2 separate regions of the Gasterosteus aculeatus genome follow, and region 1 is linked to region 2. The links are chromatin contacts, called in public Hi-C maps. All regions are on one chromosome and are shown on one strand. The core of a region is the stretch at or near the end of the contact, and the rest is flanking DNA. Distances in the headings are between cores, read along the strand shown. Region 1 holds the start of gorab (golgin, rab6-interacting). Region 2 overlaps kifap3a (kinesin-associated protein 3a).

The links. Hi-C and Micro-C count contacts between places; a contact is called where the count stands out from the background.
Region 1: a Hi-C map of skeletal muscle shows a contact between it and region 2, with 2.9 times the contacts expected there. The contact joins the promoter of gorab here to the enhancer-like site in region 2. A contact is called at or near these places in 2 of 6 Hi-C or Micro-C datasets (skeletal muscle and whole body).

Annotation. Positions count from the first base shown.
Region 1 is chr8:6,700,163-6,704,268 of fGasAcu3.hap1.1, reverse strand. gorab (golgin, rab6-interacting) reads right to left here and starts at 1,851. Exons shown (of 5, transcript XM_040185050.2): 1 at 1,596-1,851; 2 at 1,144-1,459; 3 at 358-459; 4 at 107-247. The coding sequence starts at 1,650.
Region 2 is chr8:6,645,776-6,649,857 of fGasAcu3.hap1.1, reverse strand. It overlaps kifap3a (kinesin-associated protein 3a), which reads left to right. Exons shown (of 20, transcript XM_078107905.1): 20 at 3,586-4,082. The coding sequence ends at 3,685. Among protein-coding and RNA genes, the nearest start is that of ntmt2, 21 kb to the left of the region's middle. Within about 2 kb of position 2,132, at least 1 of the 9 cell types and tissues checked has open chromatin away from gene starts, as enhancers often do.

The DNA of each region.
Region 1 (4,106 bases), core at 602-3,101, 55 kb before region 2:
AAGAAAATACTCCTAAAAAGATTACATGGCTAATGGAAGTGAATACTCCACGTATATTTTGGTCTATGTGCAGCCGTGTACACTTTGATTTGTGTCGCCTCTCTACCTGGCAGCAGAGTAGTCCCAGCTGGCTTGTTCGATCTTCACTCTCAGGATGCCGATATCATTGGACACCATGTCATCGAGGGCCTGGAGCTCCTTCTGGATCCTCTTCAGCTTCACGGCCTCCGCCTGAGTCTGTTTGGACCTGTGGACAAGAACAAACCCTTGAGGCAAATTTTATCCCTCAGCACCGGTATCGGTTTTACTTTCACAACATCACGTTGCTCACTACAGCTCCAAGACAGCCACGCTTACTTCTCTGCGATCGTCTTGGTGAGCAGAGCCTTTTTGCGTTTATTCCTCTCTTCCATTGTCTTTTGCTCCTGCTGAAGTTGCTCCAGGCGCGTCTTTTCCCGTCTGCGGTCAAACACAAAGACAATTTAACAGACAATGATGCTTGGAAAAATCCACGCTATGGAAAGAGTTTCGGGTCTAATGCTGGAGATTCATTAAAAATAAATATGTACTTTCAAAAGCAGGTGGACCAAAATAAAAAAATATGACGAATAACATTCACCATGTGAAGACAAGATGTAATATGATACTATATTATACAGTATACCATACGATATTGATAAATCTGTGACGCACAACATTCTTATATAATAATAAATGGATTATAAAAGATCCAAGCATCAGTATCATCTTAACCGTGCGTTAGTAATAATAGTGACTTATATTTAGTTAAATCCCTACTTTGGTGTTGGCTCATCACTCATGTGATTGCTGATTAAATTGGGTAACATCCCATCCTATTTCTCTCCCACCTGTCACCTTCGTTGGTCACGGCTGAGGGACGATGACTTTATTTTTATTGTTTGCACAGGCAACAACATGAAACCAAATCGCATATTTACAGACCCTACGTTCCCAAATGGGTCAAAAGCTGAACATCGAAGCGGCGCAATGACAGAGAGGAAGAGAAGAGCTCGAATAAAGACACAACACAGGTCACAGCCCTTAACAACAGTGGTGACAACGCACAGCAGACATGCGTTACAGACAATGAAATCGCAGAAATAGAAAAAAAGATATACTAACAGTGCCACCTCTGGTATCTCCAGCTCTTTGACGCCCGCGCTCTCCTCCGCCGGAGCAGGCCTTACGTCGGTGGGTGTGTGTCGGTCAGCCGCTGCTGGAGGGGCGGTGGGCTGAAGCTCGGAATCGTCCTTCGCTGGCGGCGGCGGCGGCGGGGGTTTGGCGAGCTGCTGCTCCGGTGGGAGGCAAAGAGAGGCGGCGCCGGCGTTTCTTTGAGCGGCCACCTGAAGGGCCCTCTCCCGCTGTAACTGCTGCCGACTCCGGTTGGCTGGAACCGGTTTCCGCCCGCGGGCTGCTGCTGCTGCGGGCATTGCTGAGCCTGATAATGCATGCGGTAAAACGCTTTATACAGAATATTTGTCAGACTTAACGTTAAGTTTGTTCAAAAATAAGTCTACAACTGGGGCAGAGAGACGTGAACCTGCCCGGTTAGCATTGGCAGGATGAGAAGTTACCTTGCTGCTGCATCTTCCGAAGTTCCTCCTCAGAAAAACCGGCCCAGCCGCTCATTTTTCGAGCCTCACAACCACACGGCGTCAAAAAAACAGCAGTAATTATGCATATATAAAATGTATGGTCCTATTGACTTAAGATAATCATTCTAAACTACTAAATATGATAAACTCTATGAAGCTCCAACCAACCGTCGCCATTTTTGTTTATTGATGCCACGTCAAGGACCCCTAAAAGCCCACTGAAGTTGTCCCAGATATTGCCTGAATAAAAATCCCACTGCACGCGAACGGGACATATAAATAAATACACATTTAATCTCTGAAAATTGTAGTTAGTTTATAGCGAATTTTCATTAATGAAATTATTGATGCATCTTATTTGCAAAAATGTAGAATGCAGAAGGCATTTCATTAGCGTACCTCATACCAGCGCAACAAAACTATTAAATAAATTAATAAATACAAATGGGAGTGAACAACTATCAAGTTGCTATGACATAGTCAAATATTATTATGTTTCATTGTGGATATATATTCATCTTTTATAAACCTAAATTTTCCTAAAACCTAAACTCAAAAGAATTTGCTTCTTTCCCATCAAAACAGCTTTAATGACTAATTGAAATGTTTCAAAATGTCTATGAGAGAGTCCTAAAACACTTGATGATTTTACAGTGGGACAGAACTGAACCGTCACAGACTGCATAGGGACCAAGCATGTTAAAGGGGTGAAAGGTTAACTAAAGAACTGTTTCATGTGAAAGCAGCATGCGATTTAAGTGGTTGTACCGGAAAGTGGACTGTGGCCTATTTGATGTGCTCCCATTTGTGAACAGGCTTTTTACTAAAATACAAATTTATAGTTAATAACTAATAAATTAAGCTTTGACCCAGCAAACTCAGACTTACCGTACACCAAAAAGACAAGTTTATCTGGAGCACAGTTTTAACAGAGGAGGACGATTTACAATGTTTTTGTTGACTTAAATGTGTTGACTTGGTGTCAAAAAAAGGAAAATCTGGAGAGCAATATGCTTAGAATGAGGAAGAGGAGACACTATGTGCCTCGATTGATAACCGTTGTAATTTCTTGACACACGTTGATTGTATGTCAAGACCAGCGAAACAGCACAATTTCCCATTAAGGCTGTCAAAAAAGGTTCCTAAATACCGTGAATATTTTTGCCGTATCACCTCTGTTGTGTGAGCGCTACATGGTTTCCCACTGTGCTGTTGTCAGTTATAACATATCACTTGTCAAGGTTACAAGGGTGTCTACATTTTAAACCGATCCTTATTCCTGTCATGTTATGTGCTTTCCAAGTGAATATCATCTATAAATAGGCGATTGCGTGGTGACTCAGTTGTCTGGGTCGAGTCTATTGACAGAAAACGCGGCACGGGAAATCACTTATCGCTTCATTTAGCGCTGTCACACACGCTGACTTGATTCCGCTCTATATTTCATCATTGCGTCATTTTATAATTGAGTTCATGCAGACTCCTCCTCCCTTTCAATAATTGGTCAAGGTATAGACACAGCATGTGTCTCTTTGACCTTGGCAGCACTGAGGAGCCGGAGCGATGGAAAAACAATGACCTCTGCTTGACAACTAATAAAAACGGGCCCCCTCGTAGTTGTTTTGCATCTGGGGGCCAATTATGTGCAAGTTAAAAGGCGCAACACCTCAGGAGGGCATAAATCGCTGGCAGAGGGGAGACAGGGCCTGGCATGGAGGCCAGATGGGAAGGAGACGACCACTCTGGGTTCAGAGCCTGTTCTGCTGCCGCGCCATCAGGCCCAGGGCGGACGGCCTTGGGTCCCTGATTAGGGAGCGCCAGAGGGGACCACATGCCTCATTACTGGGTTGACCTGCAGAGGGACATCAGGGAGAGGTGGGGTTGGAAGAAATGTACAAATCCCCCTGTAGGAATGGGTGGAGCTGATCGGAGAGAAGGAGGATACCGCGAGGACTGCGCACAGTTCAGAAGTTCAGCGTGTCAGATCTGTTGTCCAGAATCCGAAAATGTCCACCCTCTCTGCACAGGAAGTGGACATCACTTGATGCAAAATGCATGAATTGACATTTGACTCTTTTCCGTGGAAAGAGGGAGATGTATCTCTCTGAGGTTTGACTGCTCGTGGCGGTGGATGATTTAACGCGAGCAGTAAGCGTGCACATCACCGTTGCATCTCCCCCACACACTCAGTGAACCCCTCAAGCCAGCGGTGCTCAATCAAACAGGAAGTGCTGTGAAAAATAAACAGCCAATCTGAGGAGACATGCAACGGAGCCCAAACCAAATTGAGGATGATTAGGGGTCAGGCCGTCGCCGTGGCTCCGAGATGGAAGCTGGAGGAAGCTCTAATTGCCGTTTAAAAAAAAAAAAGTCTGTGTGCAGGGTCAACGATGACCCCCGCCTCCGTCAGAGCACCTCCTCTCCCCCTCGGCTGCTGCTCTGAATTTGTTCCTTAATTTCCATTCATGACCTCTCGTCCCGCCATCTGCA
Region 2 (4,082 bases), core at 883-3,382:
AGTATGTGTGATATGTGAAGAAACTCTAGTTTAGATTCTTCCAAAGCAAATATAACATTTTTTAAATGAAGTCCTCAAAACTAATTGTTCAATTCTGAGCAAAGGGATCCATCCATCTCACCGATACGTGAAGAGGAGTCAGTAGTTAGAACAGGGTGCTGCTCAGTCCTTCACATTCACATTTCTTCATCCTTCGTAAGCAGATTTTTTAACTTTAACTTTAAAATGTATTTAATATCCATAATACTAGTAGCACACTACTCCATTTTATGTTTATGAGACTTTAGTATATATGATTATATACATTCAGTCGTATTATAAATGTTTATTTATGCTAATTTAGTTCCAGTGGAGTTTGTTAGAATTCTAGATGTTTTATTTTTCATAAATATTTTCTGGACAGTTGATCATTTAGACAAAGCATTAAATGAAGAGACACAGAGACATCAGCCCAACGATCTTTCAGTTGAATATTATTAGTCAGCTCTGATTCCATTTTTAAATCACACACTTTGAGGACAAATGTACAGTTTAAATTGAGAAGAGTGGTGGAACACAGTACTAGTACTAGTACTAGTACTAGTGTGCACCAGTAAACAAGCCAACGGGAGGATCACTGAGAGCCCGGAGAGGCTATTAGGATGTGACGGGGCGCCGAAGGAAAGTAGCAAGGTGCAAAATATACGAAGGGGAAGGAGAAGCGGAGCGGCACCGCGATCCGGTGAGACGTTGAGATTGGCAGGGAGGACGGAGGTGGAGGACGCGAGGCCTGGTTACTTACCCGCGTGTTGGTTAGCAGTAACCTGAGCAGTGGCAGCAGGGTGAGATCAAAGCGGGGGCCTTGCAGTAGACAGACATAGTGGTGTGTGGGGGGGGGGGGGGGTTCGGGACGTGGGGTGGAGGTCACGCCAAAGGAGGAAAAAGGCCTGATTCCCTTTTCCTGTTCGCCACCAAGGAATGTCCTCTGCGGGATGGGACGTGTCCCCGCCGACTCCTGCAGCCGCTCCTCTGGGGCCAAACTGGCATTTGTGGAAACACCGGGGCCCCTTTGTCTCAGCGACCCCCAACCGCCCGCCTCATTTGGCCGACGTGTCTCGACACACACTGACACACGTGAAGTGAATTGCGGGGGACAGACAGGTTGATTTGCATGTATCATAATGAGGAATATCAGCAGCTGTGTCGGCCGTCATTCATGGCGTCCAGAACCACAGGGCTCGAAAAAGAAAATCAAAGCGTGATTAAAAAGCATCACTTACCCGGTGGGATGAATTACATTTCCTCAGTCACAGTGTTTTTGAACTTCTGCCTGCGACGGGAGCTTTTCCGTTGACGCCGGAGTACGATTTGACTCCAGATCGACATTAGAGCCAGTGGGTCTGTAGAAAAAGTTACACCATATTTAATGGTTCAGTTTTCATAGTATTATTTCATGGTTCTCCTTCGGAGTGCCGCTCAGGTCAAAATGGCAGTTTCTGGTTTCATCACTAATCTTGAAACAATCTAGTCAATCATTAGCGCTTGTAACTGCTAGCTTCAACTTCTTCACAATCTCCGAAATTAAATGTTAATCTACATTTTGCAAAGGAAAACACAACATTTTATTACACATCCCTGTAATTTATTGGCAGTCTTGAGTCAATGTTTGCATTTGAAGTTGAATCAGACAGTTGATGATTTGTCAGCTGTCTGTCAAACCCCCTTTTAAGGGTCTCTAGATAGATCTGACAGAAGTGTGAAGAACAAACTTAAATTGCACATAAATATGTTCAGTAGGCCTTTCTTTAATCTGCCTGAAATATTAAACTAAGACAATCTAGTCGCAATGTGTTTCACCTGGTTGGAACCTGCACACTCAGCATGGCACAAGAGATATTAAGAAGTCGGTTTGGCCATAAATACCCAAATCTTCTAATTGAATTCTATGTATAAAATGAATTTAATAGCCTTCACGGTTTAGGTTAAAAACTTTTAAACCTTTTCTGATCAGCCCATAATCTAAATGCTCACAGTTACTATTCTGTGAACCATCAAAGCTTTCCAGTCTGAACTTCAGGATACGAGTCGTGAGCAGCCAGCCAGCCAGTCAGCCATAGAAACAGGCAGACGTGCAGGCGGGCGGGCGGATGCTGTGACTCAGAGCTCCACTGTTCCTCCGGCCTCTTTTAGCCGCGCGCTCAAATCCCCCCTGACAGCCGTAGCGTGCGGAGAGGAAAAAGACATATTTCTGCCCAGAGAGATGGTGGTTGGAGGAGGGGGGTGGGAGGGGGAGTAAGGGGCAGCAGGGGGCGAAGTTAAAATGGAGAGGAGGTGGAGGAGGGGGTGGTGGATATGCTGCAAGCTGTGTAACTGATCGCTGGAAGTGATTTGGCTAAAAACAACACGTCATTATAGGCGCTTGCAGGGGCAAAGCAAACCGCTCGTATTTTAGACAGGCGAGGGAGGAGCGGCGAGGAGAGGGAGAGACGGGGGGGGGGACGTGGTTGTCGTCCGTCGGGGCCCCGGTTTCGCCCATCCACCGCCGCATCCTGCCGAGGTGGCAAGGGGGCCGTTGCAGTTGACCCCGAGCCCCGCCGCCGCCACCAGACACAAACCCAAAAGTCAGAAGATGTCAGAAGATGGGGCGTCAAACTGGACCCCCGCCCTCCGCATCGCCGCGGTAACCCATTTGCACGGTGCAGATACGGTGCCTTTTATCACCCCCCTCTACAGGCCTCCCGTTGCCAGGCACAGGGCGGCCAGGTCCTCCAGGTTTGGCCGTCAGCCTTCGGCCTCCGTCACGCCGCCGTGTTTTGACATCTTTCCGGGTTGTTTTGGGTTTTTACGGCTTGGCTGCTCCGCTGTTTACCCCTCCGGCCATTAGCTGCCTGTAACTCACACACTCGTTGGGTGGACGTCCAGCACCTGCACCAGGCAGATGAATACTACATTAACTTTTGTGAGGTTTTTCTTTTTCTTCACCATGACTGATGGGTCCAGCCCCGGGGAAGTGTGGGGGGAGGCTCCACAGGGATGTCCGGTGTCAGAGCTCCACCTGGTGGTGGTGCAGGTGCTTTCTACGCTCCCGTTCAGGAGCACGAGTGACCTGGTTGGAGTCTCTGAACCTCGCAGTTGACGTTCCTGTTCTGGAGGGGGCTTTTTTTCATGTTGAAACAGGCACAGGCAAACTGTGAGCTCACTATTGTAGAAAATACACACAAAAAAACAAATAATTGAAATACAAATTTGAGGGATATTTAAGTAAGTGAAACTACTCAATTATGTCACAAAATTCCCAGTTGCTTTCTGCGTTTAAATTGACTTGCTATCTTGGCCGTTGGTGCTCACTTCTCGAAAGGATCAGTGCTGCATCATGTTCTTTGATCAGCTGACAGCCTCTGACCTCCACCGAATGGTCCCACCAACGGAGACGTGGAAGCAGGCCGCGCTTTGAACCCTTTCCTGCTTGTGTCCAACTTCGCTGCTGCTGCTTTTCGTCGTCACAATTGTCTCCGTTTCAGTCATAACCATGTGAAAGACTTGTTTTATATTTTGAGGGGTCACGTATTGAATTGTATTCATTTATTCCTCCGCTTGTCCTTTCAGTCTGTCGGAGCAGTTCGCCCCGGTAGATCGACCGCTCAACGCCTACGGCTTCCGTCCCGGTGAGGAGTTTTTCTACGACTACAACACGGCCTCCCGGTGAACCTGGAGCCTCTCACACACAGCACCACTGCACCCAGTGTGCTCCACTACAGCTGCGTGTTGAGCGTGGAGGCGCAGCTTCAACTCGCCTCTTCCCTGCACGCATCGCTTAGCAAGTCGTCACCGTGAAAGAATTATCCTCACAACCGTCGGTCACATGTGTCATGTTATATTATATAAACAGAATGCACTTAAAACAAAAACATATGAAGGTTGGTTTGGAGTTTTGAACTTTTATTCACATTTTGTGAATATTTGAATATTTTAAGAACCCATGCTGTGAACGGAAGCTTAATTTGTGTGTTTTGTGATTAACTGTATGACACTGTTTTGTCACTAAGATGTCAATTTAACACTGAAGTGCGTTTTTCTGGTTTTACCGTCAGGTTTGACACAAC